2 separate regions of the Mus musculus genome follow, and region 1 is linked to region 2. Evidence: chromatin contacts called from public HiChIP or PLAC-seq data. All regions are on one chromosome and are shown on one strand. Each heading gives the region's core, a stretch centred on a gene start, on an enhancer-like site or on the middle of the called end of the contact. The rest is flanking DNA. Distances are from core to core; before and after follow the strand shown. Region 1 overlaps Gm34296. Region 2 overlaps Arid1a (AT rich interactive domain 1A (SWI-like)).

Region 1 (6,516 bases), core at 3,212-5,711, 97 kb before region 2:
TGTGTTGTTGTTTTGTCTTGAGACAGGGCCTCATTCTGTAGTTCTGGACATCCTGGAATGCTATATAGTCTAAGCTGGCTTGGAACTTAGAAATCCGCCTGCTCCTGCTTCTGAGTGTTTGGCATGAAGGAGTGCACACCAGCACACCTGGCTAAATTAGGGTTCTTAACATTTCCATCTCTCTAGCCATTTTATTTTTTATTTTTTTATTTTTTTTTTAAAGATTTATCTGTTTGTTTGTTCATTTATTATATGTATGTACACTGTAGCTATCCTCAGACACTCCAGAAGAGGGAGTCAGATTTCGTTACGGATGGTTTTGAGCCACCATGTGGTTGCTGGGATTTGAACTCAGGACCTTCGGAAGAGCAGTCAGTGCTCTTACCCTCTGAGCCATCTCACCAGCCCTCTCTAGCCATTTTAAAGGCCTAGCTTACTACATGCAGAGAGAAGGGAAGGCTTTCTACTACTAAGCTTTCTAACAGACATTCTGGCCATTGTCTCTGACTCTGTTCTTTATTTTATCATTAAAGTTTTCCCTTTATTTTATTATCACACACACACACACACACAGAAAAAAACCCACAAAATACTTGTAAGGGCAGATGACAGCTTACAAGAAGCTCTTCTCTGCATTTAGGGTCCTGGGAATTGAACTCGGGCTTGTCAGCAAGCACCCTGACCCCATGGGCCAGCTCATTGGCTTATTACTCCATTTTTGTTTGTTTGTTTGTTTGTTTGTTTTGTTTTGTTTTTCGAGACAGGGTTTCTCTGTATAGATCTGGCTGTCCTGGAATTCACTCTGTAGACCAGGCCATTGTTCTTTTTTTTTTTTTAAATGATTTATTTTTATTATGTGTGTTGGAGTTTGGCTTGCATGTATGTCCATGTGAGGGTGAAAAAAACCTTCCTTTTATTTTACATCTCAATTTTATTTTAGAGTGTTTTTTTTTGTTTTTGTTTTTTGTTTGCCCCCCCCCCCCAAGACAGGGCTTCTCTGTATAGCCCTGGCTGTCCTGGAATTCACTTTGTAGACCAGGCTGGCCTCGAACTCAGAAATCTGCCTGCCTCTACCTCCCAAGTGCTGGGATTAAAGGCGTGCGCCACCACGCCCGGCTTGATTGATTAGTCTTTCTTGACTTGAGCATCTTAAAACCATTTCTCCTTTTGCTCACAACTATGTCTTTTTGAGTTATAGTTAGCCTTTCTCCATTGCTGAGAAATTTTTTTTAACACTAAGAACTGAAATGATAATGTGAATAATAGAGTGGAGTCTTAGAGAGACAAGGGCGTTCTTGGTGTCCAGGAGAGATAGTAAAAAATCACAACACTATTAGCCATGCAGGACTTAAAATTTTCTCATCCAAAGAGCCCACAGATTAGGTAGGGTGGTGAGATGGCTCTGCAGGTAGAGACACTTACAGCCACACCTGGTTGTCCAAGTGGCAGAAGGAAAGAACTGATTTCTTCAAGCTGTCCTCTGACCCCTCCACATGTATGTGCGAGTGTGTGTGTGTGTGTGTGTGTGTGTGTGTGTGTGTGTGTGTGTGTAAAAATCTCAGATAATTTCATATCACTTTACAGTTGTTGCAGACATACTACTAGATCCTGGCTGTGATTTATTTTTTAGGATTTATTTTTTTGCATGTAAATATTTTGCCTGCATGTGTATCTGTGGACCACATGTGTGTCCAAGGAGATTTACTTATTTTATATGTATGAGTGTTTTGCCTATATGTGTGTGTGTGTTTACACCTTGTGCCTAAGGAGCTTAGAAGACAGTATTGGATTCTTTGGATAGAGTTACAGACAGTGGTGAACTGAACCTGGGTCCTGGAGGAGCAGCCGGTGCTCTTAACAACTGAGGCATATTTCCAGCCTCCCCACCCCGCCCCCCCCATTTTAATAGGTCAATAAAGGCCTGTGCTATGTGTGTAGCACATGCCTTCAATCCTAGCTCTTGTGAGGTAGATGGGAGAGGAGGGTCAGCAGCCAAGGCCGCCTTCAGCTGCTCAGTGGGTTCAGTTTGCAAGGGTTCCCTTCTACTGTGTGAGTCCTGGGTATAGAACTTGGGTTGCTAGCCTGGCAACAAGCCCCTTTTCCTGCTGAGACACCTCACTGGCCCAGAAATTTGTAATTTTTTCTCTATTTGTTTTTTGAGGCAGGGTTTCTCTGGGCAACAGCCCTCGCCATCCTGGATCTCACTACATAGAGTAGACTGGCTGGCCTTGAAGTCCCAGAGATCGGCTGGCTTCTGTCTCTCTAGTGCTGGGATCAAAGGCGTGCATCATCATGCCTAGCCAAATTTGTTAATCTTTTGGTAACTTTTTAATATGATACAGGAGAGTTTCAGAAGTTATGCTTTATTCAAAATAATAGTAATGATTTATAAATCTAAAATAAAATTGTAGTGAACCATAATTATAAATATATATTTTTATAAATGTATAAGAGAGAGTCTTCCTGACAGTGAGTAATAAATCTGTGGGGGTCCATGACCCTTTTTCACAGGGTCAATTAAGACCATTGGAAAGCAGAGATTTACATTATGATTCATAACAATAGCAAAATTACAGTTATGAGGTAGCAACAAAAATAATTTTATGGGTAGGGGTCACCTTGACACAGGGATCCATATTAAAGGGCCTAAGCCTTAGGAAGGTTCCGTAAAAGGACGAAATCAGTCTGGGATGCTCAAAGCAGTGGATGACAGGGGTTGATTTTGCACATTTGCAAGGCAGTATGTTTTTCCATAGGTTACTAAATAATTACATAAGGAAAATAGTGGGAGAAACTCAGTAGTACCTCCCTGGTCAAGTCATCAAACCTAATGTCCCTCTTGTTGGGACAAACTGACTAAATATGCCACTATAAGAAGTCATGAGGGCTGGCGAGATGGCTCAGTGGTTAAGAGCACTGACTGCTCTTCCAAAGGTCCCAAGTTCAAATCCCAGCAACCACATGGTGGCTCACAACCATCCGTAACAAAATCTGATGCCCTCTTCTGGAGTGTCTGAAGTCAGCCACAGAGTACTTACATATAATAAATAAATAAATCTAAAAAAAAAAAAAAGAAGAAGAAGAAGAAGAAGTCATAAGGGGGCTGGAGAGATTTCTCAGAGTTGAGAGCACTTGCTGATAACTTGGTGTTGTGTTGCATGCCTTTGATCTCAGCACTTAGGCAGGCAGAGACAGTGAGTTGGAGGCCAGCCTGGTCTATGTATAGTGAGTTCCAGGGCAACCAAGGCTACACAGAGAAACCCTGTCTCAAAACAACAACAACAACAACAACAACAACAACAACAACAACAGGCATCCGAAGACTGACATCCTTCAGTACCAGGATCTGCACCGATCTACATTCATGTAATTAAAAATAAAAGAGGCCATGAGGTCATGGCATTGCTGCAGTGGTAATTCTACCAGAAACGCACATGCTTTATCTAGTCACGAGGAAATGTCAAATAAACCCCACTGAGAGCCATTTTATAAACTAACTGACCGGTACTGTTCAAACACGTCATGAAGGTCAGAAAACCGAAAAGAAAAGTCTGGGGAACTGGGCAAGACTTAAGGAGACAAATGGATCGCAAAAACTAAAGGTGATGGTGATCGCGTGGATTTGGTTCTGGAGCAGGAAAAATGGTGGCTTAATGATGTTGTTAGGACGACTGACGGAATCTAAGAGGAGCCACGAGGTTGAATAGCTGTATAGCAAACGCTGTTAGATTGTTGTACAATGCTGTGGTTACGTGAAGGAATAATGTTCTTGGTAGAGAGAGAAGTAAAAGCATATGATGTTCCTCTAGTCAAACAGTTCAGAAAAAAAAAATGTGCAAATATTTGTAACTATGTTTGTAAAGACAGAAAGCAAAACCAAACAGAACAAAATGGAAACAACTTAGGATTTGAATTTTTTTTTTTTTTCCTTTTCAGATAGTCTTACAGCCCAGCCTGGTCTGGAAGTCACTGAGGAACTGTGAGTGCCCCTGAACTCCCTGATACTTCTCCTTCCACTTCCCTTGCAGGTGCAAAACTGGAGATTTTTGAAAACTGTTCACGTGTTCAAGATCACCCAGCAGAGCCGGGCGTGGTGGCGCACACCTTTAATCCCAGCACTCGGGAGGCAGAGGCAGGCGGATCTCTGAGTTCGAGGCCAGCCTGGTCTACAGAGTGAGTTTCAGGACAGCCAGGGCTATACAGAGAAACCCTGTCTCGAAAAACCAGCAGCTATTGGAGGAGTCGGGGCAAACCCCAGCTCTCCAGACATTGGTCACAACAGCAACTGATTCCATCAACGTTTGCATTTGGATGGCAAAAGTTGAGCTGCCCTGAAACTTCTCTTTTCAGTTTTTTTGTTTTTTTGTTTTTTTAGTTCCTTTTAGCTGGTTCCTTCTAGAGAACTCCAGAGTGCTGTAACTAAACGTTTCTTGTTTCTTTCAGTTCCCTCATGAGGACGAGGCAGGGATGGGTTCGATGATTCTGAGCCCTGCAGTTGGCACGCCCCTTTCCTCTCATAGGCTCCCCACTGCACCACTGCCAGCCCTTTCCTGCTTACTCTTGGTGGCTTTTTTGTGTGGTACTGTTTGTCTTCTTTCACAGAGGGATGAATTTAATCAGATACCACCTCCATTTTTTTTTTTTTTTTTCGAGACAGGGTTTCTCTGTATAGCCCTGGCTGTCCTGGAACTCACTGTGTAGGATTTGAACTCATATATAACCACCACCTGCCTCTGCCTCTAGAGCATGGTGGTCAAAGGCATGCACCACCACACCCAACGAGGCTACTCTAGTTCCTTCTCTTTTTCTTAAATTGTTATTTATTTTTCTATTTTTCTTTTCTTTTTGTTTTCAGGTTTTTTTGCTTTTTTTTTCTCTTCTTTCTTTTTTTGTTTGTTTGTTTGTTTTTGTTTTTGAAATAGAGTTTCTCTGTGTAGCCCTGGCTGTCCTGGAACTCACTCTGTAATCCAGGCTGACCTCAAACTCAGAGATCACCCTGCCTCTAATAACTCCTGAGTGCTGTTATTAAAGGTGTGCACCTGTATATATGTGTATGCATGCCATGGTGTGTATGTGGGAGTCAGGGGACAACTAGGAATTGGTTCTCTCTTTCATCCTGTGGGCTGTTGGGACTAAAGTCGTCAGGCTAGGCAGTAAATGCCTTTACCAATGAGCAAAGCCTGGGATCAATCACTAGGCCTTCATCATGCTAAACTCCAGGATTATGCCTCTCCCTCCTCCCTCCTCTAGTGTCCATTTTGGAAAAAAAAAAAAGAAAAAGAAAAAGAAAGGTCCTACACTGGGTGTTGGTGGCACACACCTTTAGTTCCAGCATCTAGGAGACAGAGGCAGATCAATCCCTTGAGTTTGAGGTCAGCCCTGTCTACAGAGTGAGTTCTAGGACAGTCAGGACTTCATGGACAAATCCTGTTTTGAAAAAAGAAAAGAAAGAAAGAAAGAAAGAGAAAAAGAAAAGGAAAAAGAAAAAGAAAGAAAGCCATCTATACACTAAGCAAGCACTCTACCACTGAGTCTCATCACAGGCTATCCCCATATTCCTTATTCCTTTCTTCTTCTTTTTCTTCTTCTTTTTCTTCTTCCTTCTTCTTCTTCTTCTTCTTCTTCTTCTTCTTCTTCTTCTTCTTCTTCTTCTTCTTCTTCTTGTTCTTCTTGTTCTTCTTGTTCTTCTTGTTCTTCTTCTTCTTGTTCTTCTTCTTCTTCTTCTTCTTCCTCCTCCTCCTCCTCCTCCTCCTCCTCCTCCTCCTCCTCCTCCTCCTCCTCCTCCTCCTCCTCCTCCTCCTCCTCCTCCTCCTCCTTCTTCTTCTTCTTCTTCTTCTTCTTCTTCTTCTTCTTCTTCGTTTTTTTGAGACAGGATTTCTCTGTATAGCCCTGGCTGTCCTGGAACTCACTCTGTAGACCAGGCTGGCCTCAAACTCAGAAATCTGCTTGCCTCTGCCTCCCGAGTGCTGGGCTATCTTTGTTTTTTTTTTTGAGACAGCACATCACTTTGTACTCTGTGTAGATCAGGCTGGCCTTCCAGTTATAGAGATTCACCTGTCCCTGTCTCCCTAGCTCTTTGATTAAAGGCATGTGCCACCACACCCAACTTCCACAGTCCTTTTGTTTTGAGTCAGAGTCCACATAATAGTAATTTTACTAGTAAGTTGAATAATTGCAACTGTGTCAAAAAAAATCTATCATTTTCCATGTAAATCAGCTACTTGCTAATTGTCACTGTGGAGCCTTGATGTCTCCAAAAGAGACCGTGTTAAATGTTAAGGTGACAGCCATTTTGTAACACAGTATGGTTCTGGTGACTCTCCATCTCTCACTTTTCTTATTCTGGCTGTCCCTTCCTTCCAGTCATCTCTCTGAGTTTTCACCTGAGACAGGGTCTCACCAGGTAGCCTTTTCCTGGCCTGGAGCTGGCTGTGTCCACCAAAGGTAGCCTCGAATGCATCGTGATCTGCCTGCTGCCTTTGCTTATTTTAACGTCTTAGAGGACTCCTCTAAGGA
Region 2 (6,952 bases), core at 3,679-6,178:
GAAATTTAATTCTGAAGAGAAGTATAAGGGTCTGCCTCCTCTAGTCAGTTGCATAGTCTTGTGCAGGAACAAATTCATAAGTTTGAAAATAATGTACTGTACTTGGTGTAAAATTTAAAGGCAATGATTGTCTGATAAGATCTTTTTAAGAGAGAGAAGAGTAGGAAATGATGTCAACACCAGAGTCTGACAGGGGAACTCACTCTTCAGTCCAAGGTAAATGTCATTCATTTTTATGTTGTAGAATAATTAGCTTTAGTAAGGTACCCATAGACGGGCCTAATTACTAGCCAAAGATGAAAGCCTAAAGCTCAGACAAGAGTTAACTCTGGGTTGTGCTGGAGCGGTGTCTTGCATGATAGTTAATAGTTAAACCCTGAAATGAAGTAGACCTTAGAGGCTATGATTAGAGTATAGAGAACAGAGCCAGATGGAGCCCTGCACAGTGCCTGTAGACACAGGTGGAGGCAACCAGCAGAGATGGAGCGATCTGCATAGGACCAGGATTGGCTATTTCTGGAGCCAAAGGAGAAGAGAAAATAGCCTGCATCATGGGAAACAGACAGGTGGGCTGTCACGAACCATTGCGTTGAGATCCCTTATACACGGGCAATACAAATGAACAAAGGAATGAATGGTGAAGAACAGCCTTGTCTCTCCCTCTTTCTCCATCTCATACAGACCTGGCTGGCTTGAAACCTACTGACCATCCTGCTTCTGCCTCCTGGGTTCTGCACTACAGTGCACACTACACATGCACTGAAGAGAACTATTAATAGGCACTGAGCAGGAGAGGTGGCTGGGTCAGCCCAAGTCCCCTGCCTCACACATGTAAGGCGCAAGTCCCCTGCCTCACACATGCAAGGCGCAAGAGGCAAGGGTAATGATGCTGGAGTTGGAGAGAAAAAGAAAGATGACGCCTCCTGGCTTTGTTTCTGGAGGTCATTCTCTCTCTGAGTCTTGTTCCGAATGCCAGCCAGGGTGAGGTGGGCAGGAATTGGAGTTTTAGTATTTATTAAATTAACCATAGGTATTTTCTTTTCATTCCTGTTTTGTTTTGTTGAGACGGTTTTTTTTTCTCTGCCTGTCCTGGACTTGCTTTGTAGACTAGGGTGGCCTGAAACTTGTAGATCAGCTTACCTCTACCTCCAAAGGGCTGGAATTGAAGGCGGCGTGCACCACCACACCTGGTTCTTGGATTTTTAACTATCTTTAGATATCTAATCACTTAGTGGGTCTGGGAAGGTGGCTCTAGCCACCTGCAAACAGCTACAGTACACTGAAATGTGCCCATTCCTGTGTCATATGTGAAAAATATAAAGCTCAGAGTCAAAATTTGAATCTAGCTCTCATATTTCAAATGAAACATTTCCTTTTTCATGCCATATAATAAAGTCATAGATGATCTAGTCATTTGCTTTGTCATGAAGAGACCCCTCTATGTTTTAGTGTTTTTGAAATTTAATGATTTGTTCATTTTTATTCTATATGTATTTGTGTTTGCATGTATTTCTGTGTAATAAGTATGTTGGATCCCCTGGAACTGGAGTTATAGATCCATGTGGGTTCTGGGAATTGAACTCCAGTCCTCTGGAAGAATAGCCAGTATTCTTTAACTACTGAGCCGTCTCTCAAGCCCACTTTTGAATGTTTATCTACTCTTATTTGTTTTTTGGTTTTTTTGTTTTTTTGAAGAGGGAGTCAGATCTTGTTACGGATGATTGTGAGCCACCATTTGGTTGCTGGGATTTGAACTCAGGACATTTGGAAGAGCAGTCAGTGCTCTTAAACGTTGAGTCATCTCTCCAGCCCCTCTACTCTTGTTTGTATGGGTATTTTTTCATGTATATCTGTACACCGCATTGGTGCTGTGCATGTCAGCTACCTGCAGAAGCCAATCAAGTGTTCATAGGTTCCCATTGGACTGGAGTTACAGGTGGTTGTGACGTATCATGTAGGGGCTAGAAGTTGATCCCATGTCCTCCAAAAAGAACAGCCAATGTTCTTAATTTTTGATCCCCTCCTAGTCTTTTCTCAAACTTCAGATCTTCTACTTCTATCTCAGTGTTGGTATTACAGGGATAAGCCACCACACCATATTTTGCTGTAAAATCTCAGTAGGCTTGTCCTCAGGCAAGGATAATCAATGGGCGTCCATTTCACTTTTTAGAAAATTACATTTATTTATTAAATTGTTGTTTATTATGTAGATGTCTGTGCATTCTCAAATACCACTTTGGTTTTTGGAGGTCAGAATTTTTTGGGTTCCCACTCAGTGAACCCTAGGGATCTAATTTAGACCCATCGGGCTGAGCCATCCCTCTGGCCTCCCTGTCACTTTCCCCAGATCTTTTAAGTCACAGCTGAGTAGATATGAAAGGGCAACTGGAGGGAGCTGTCCTTCAGGGTAAGCTGGAGGAATTGCTTGGGGGAGGAGCCATCTAAAGAGCTGCAAAGAATAGGCCAGGGCTAGTTAGTGTTTGGGTTCTTAGCTTGTGGGTATTGGATAGGAGCAAGCCTTGCCTCCCTCCCTGTCTTACACAACTTTTGGTCTGGAACTTTTGCATCCTGGTTAATGCTAAATTAAATCGGATCTCTAGTGCTCAAAGTATCATCCTGTGGTGTGGAAACTGCCTGAGGATGCAGGCAGTTTCTCCTGCCCCATCCCTCATCTATTGGTCTGTCTTCCTTTCCCTTTCCCTTTCTCCCTTCTTCCCTTTTTTCCCCCTTTCCCCCCTTTTTCCCCCTTTTCCCCTTTCCCCTCTTTTCCCTCTCCCTCTCTTCCCTCTTTTCCCTCTTTTCCCCCTTTTCCCCCTTTTCCCTTCCCTTCCTTTTGAGATGATAATATAATTACATAATTTCCCCTTTTCCCTCCAAACCTTCCAATGTATAACCCTTCTATGATCTATTTCAGAAGCAAGTCTTCTTTTTCTTTAATTGTTGTTACATGTGTAACTGTATATGAATTGAATACAAAGAAAAAGGAACATGACTGGTCCTAGTATGGTGGAGAAGAAAGTTTATTATAGATATGTAGGAGAGCATAGCAAGAGGCAGGGACCTGTGAAAAGAGTCCAGGGTGGACATGATCATATGAGCTGGGGAGTGAAAAGACCAGGGAACTAGATGCAGCACCCAGGAGGCCCAAAGTTAACAAAGAGCTGGCAACTAGAATCATTGTATTATACAGTGACGAGCAGACCAGACCCTTGGGTCGGAGAATTCAGGGTAGGGGACTGGGTATGCCAGCCAGGGGTGCCTTGTAACTGGTAGGGAGAACCTGGCTGCCAGATCCACTTTGATCTGTTAAGTAGTAGGCACCTCATCCAGTTGACCCAAGGCTTGAAACGTTGGATGGATGATAGATAGATAAATGGGTTGATTCTAAATCAATTCAACCTACTCAGTTTGTGTAATGCTTGTGTGGTTTTGTTTGTTTTATTATAGACAGTTTTTCTGTGTAGACCTGGAACTCAATCAGTATATCTGGGAGGCAGAGAACTCACAGAGATTTTCTGCCTCTGCTTCCCAGAGTGCTGGGATTAAAGGTGTGTGCCTGTGTATGTTTTCTAGACATTTTTTTAATTTGCATTTTTGTGTATTTTATGTATGAGTGCTCTGTTTACATGTATGCCTGCATGCCAAAACAGGCCATCAGATTCCATTGTAGACGGTGGTGGACTGCCGTGTGGTTGCTGGGAATTGCACTCAGGCCCTCTGGAAGAGCAGTCAGTGTTCTTGAGCCACCTCTCCAGCCCCATAAGTTTGTTTTCAGAGGTGAGATTGGGCATTGGGGTCACGGATTGCTGTGTTCTTTAATGGAGAAGGCTATTTTTCTTCCTGTTCCTCAGTTGCCAGTAGTTCTTTGTCTTGGGTTACCCTTCCATGCCTGTTGGTGTTATCCTTGTCTGGTCTTATTTAGGCAGTCATGTCTAATAAGTTAGAAGCCCTGACTAGAAATACCAGGCTGGGAGCTTTAAAGCGAGATACCAATACTCGCTGCTTGTGAGATTACATCACCTGTTTTGTGGATACTTTTGAGACCCTGGCTCCTCAGGCTTCAGCCCCTAGCATTCCTCTGCCGTCTTAAACTCCCTCATAATTCCTAGGTCGGTCCCCCCAAGCCCCCAACCCCACACGTTATATTTCTTTTGCTTAAGACACATTCATTTCTCTGTCTATCTCTGTTGCTTTGTTAAATAACTGACAGTGGTCTGGAACTCTGTGACCTGGCTATCCTGAACACCCACCTGCCTGCTCAGTTTATAGGAATGTGGCTATGTGGTTAGCTTTGTTTTTAATGACCAAGCAGGTTTCTGTTGTGGCTTCAAGCCTAAGCTGAAAGGTCTTGGTAGGGACTTCATTCTCTCTCACTTTTGGTGTTGGCATAACACCATGCTTGGTATGTCTGCTTGAGTCCCTCACATTCTCTGCTTACATGTGTATTCACTAAAATAAAAGCATGAAATGACTCCTGCATTGACCTCAGCCAACTTTTGTGCTCTTTTTGGAGGAGGAACACATGGTGGGAATGCTTAGGACTGGGGCAACTTGAGGGGTTTGAACGATGCTGCTTTCATTTCCTTTTGTTCTTTTCACAGTAAAGGAGCCATCAGTCCTTGTCTAGGATTTGCTGGTTTATTTTCTAAGGGTGACAAATACTGGTAGCATTTTGGTAAACAAAGGGATTTTAAAAAGTCTGGCCACACTTAGAATTGAACCAGAGTGTTCTGTGTCCTGGCTCCCCATCAATCTGCCGTGTCTGTGAGACTGCTCTGAGCAGAGTGTACCATGTCCGTGTAGCATCATTTCCAGAACACTTGCGCTCTGGCAGAGCCGGCTGGTCCACTTCTCCGTTCCAGTCACACTGCTCTAGCTCCGACACTGCCGGTGCCTTCCGGAGCCTGTGCTGCACATAGCTGCATGCTTGTCCCTGGGCCCATTTCCTGTTTCTATTCTAGTCTCTGGTGGCTCAGCTACACTTCCTGCCTGTGTGTGTGTCTCACAGATTCTTCTTTCTGGACCCTCTTGTTTTCTTTAGAATAACCTCAGCCTGAGAAACAGCTGAACTTTAATATGATGGCTCCTGAGTTGGTCATACCTAAGAGGACTGATGAGAAGTGACCCCTTTCCCCAGTGAAGCTCACCACATGATGACTGTGACTTGTTTTTCAGTTTGTCCCCAGCCTGCTAGAGGAAACTATAGACCAGAAATTTGGAAAGGAATAAATGGAGCCCTCTTCCCCTCACCGTTAGGCATGCTGGGCTGTTAGGACCTCTGTTGCTTGTTCTTCTGCAGCCGTTGCTTACACACAAGTTTCCTGCCTCGGAGGAAGACAAGTAGTGTACTCCTAGTGCAAACCTCCCTAAAGTACAGAGTTAAAATGAAGGTTAGGCAGGTAGAGCATGCTGTCTTCTGAATAGCCTGTAGAGCACACAGGGATGGAAAGCACTCCTGCTTACGTGAACAGTTCAAGTCTTTTTGTTTCTGAGACATTATCTCTATGTAGCCTTGGCTGACCAGGAACTCCTTATGTAGAAAGGTTGGCCTGAAATTCAAATAGATCCATCCAGCTGCCTTGGCCTGGTACTGCTAATATTGTGGGGACTAAAGGCCTGTACCACCACACTAGTCCAGGTCTTATGCACCTCCCCATACACATACACAAACTCCTCACATATACATAACAACACCCCACATTAGAAATGGAGAGAGTGTGTAGGGAGGTGGTAAAAAGGGAAGAAATGAAGGAGGCCATCTAGACAGACATATTTAAAGGACTTCCCTCCTCCTCCCAAGTAAAACATTTGTTTAGGAGTGTATGCTTTGTGATTTAGTCTGTATTTCCTACATAGCTACTCGGCTGGGTCACCTGATGCTACTGAAGCCGATTGTTGAGGGATGAACCCTGTGTCTGGGTCTGGCTGTAGAGAAAGAAGAGTTGAGTAATGATTGATGACTTTGAGTTCCTTAGGAAAGGTTGAAGGGTGAGACCCACTTGTACACAGAAACAGTCAGTGTGACCCAGAAGTGCTATCAGACTGGCCCTGGGGTCCTGTCTCCCTCCAGATCTATGACCCAGAAATCATTTAGGTAGAATCAGAAAGCAGCAGTGGCAGCCAGGCAAAATGACACACACCTTCAATGCCAGGGCTTGGGAGGCAGGCAGGTCTCCGATTTGAGATTATTAGCCTGTTCCTCAGAGTGAGTTCCAGGACAGCCAGGGCTATTCAGAGAAAGCCTGTCTCAAAATCAACAACAATAACAACATAAAGCAGCAGTTGCTACCACCAGAACTAGTTAAGTAGAGCCTGGAACCAAAATGCTCCTGCAGAAACAGACAGAGGAAACAGAAACATGAGCTAGGAACTTGAACTGTGTGTGGAGCTTATCTGCAGTGATTTTTTTTTTTTTGAAGACGTAGTTTTAGCTTTATAACAAACAGTTGTGGGGCATCTCCCCTCCCATTTCCCACCCCGCGCCCTCCCCCCCACACACACAAAAGGGGGCGTTGGGGAGAAAGAGAAAATCCAGAAAGAAATGGGGGATGAGCGGGTGAGGGTCATGGCATTTCCTCTGGAAGGATCAAATCTTTCCAGCCAGAGTCTTAGCAAATCCCTGAGTCGGCCTGTGGGGTGAATCTGTTGCCTTGTGTTGACTTACATACACTCATTTCTTCCTTTTATAATGTTCAGTAGAAAATGCCAGCCAAACCCAGAACTCCAACCCCCAAGTACGTAATCACCAAGTTATCTCTGTTTGTTAGGGGTGGGGTGGGGTGGTTGGACCTTTGGAAAGAAGCCAAGTCTACCTAGAAATACTATCTTTGTAGAGAAACCACTAGGACATCCATTAGTTAAGTTGGAAATCTCTCAAACTTAGTCCACAGGGCAAGACCGACCCCTTGTGTGGCGTTGTCTTCCCATATCTAGTAAAACACTTGGTGTTCTG

The links. HiChIP or PLAC-seq counts read pairs in DNA pulled down with a chosen protein or histone mark.
Region 1: an H3K27ac HiChIP or PLAC-seq map of microglia shows a contact between it and region 2, with 4 times the contacts expected there. The contact joins two enhancer-like sites. A contact is called at or near these places in 1 of 39 promoter capture datasets (liver), 1 of 15 datasets of contacts at CTCF or cohesin (pro-B cells), 4 of 484 Hi-C or Micro-C datasets (CD4 T cells, bone marrow-derived macrophages, female germline stem cells and 1 more), 29 of 115 datasets of contacts at active chromatin or transcription factors (the 230-238 cell line, CD4 T cells, the HPC-7 cell line and 17 more) and 1 of 9 other capture datasets (embryonic stem cells).

What each region holds. Positions count from the first base shown.
Region 1 is chr4:133,802,551-133,809,066 of GRCm38.p6, reverse strand. It overlaps Gm34296, which reads left to right. Exons shown (of 4, transcript XM_030253992.1): 3 at 3,937-3,979. Among named protein-coding and RNA genes, the nearest start is that of Gm25270, 8.1 kb to the right of the region's middle. Within about 2 kb of position 4,461, at least 72 of the 459 cell types and tissues checked have an H3K27ac peak or open chromatin away from gene starts, as enhancers often do. A contact at or near this core is called in the HPC-7 cell line, T-cell acute lymphoblastic leukemia, bone marrow-derived macrophages and 3 more, where this site is marked.
Region 2 is chr4:133,705,092-133,712,043 of GRCm38.p6, reverse strand. All of the region lies in intron 4 of Arid1a (AT rich interactive domain 1A (SWI-like)), which reads left to right. Among named protein-coding and RNA genes, the nearest start is that of Mir7227, 8.5 kb to the left of the region's middle. Within about 2 kb of position 4,928, at least 203 of the 459 cell types and tissues checked have an H3K27ac peak or open chromatin away from gene starts, as enhancers often do. A contact at or near this core is called in the HPC-7 cell line, T-cell acute lymphoblastic leukemia, bone marrow-derived macrophages and 3 more, where this site is marked.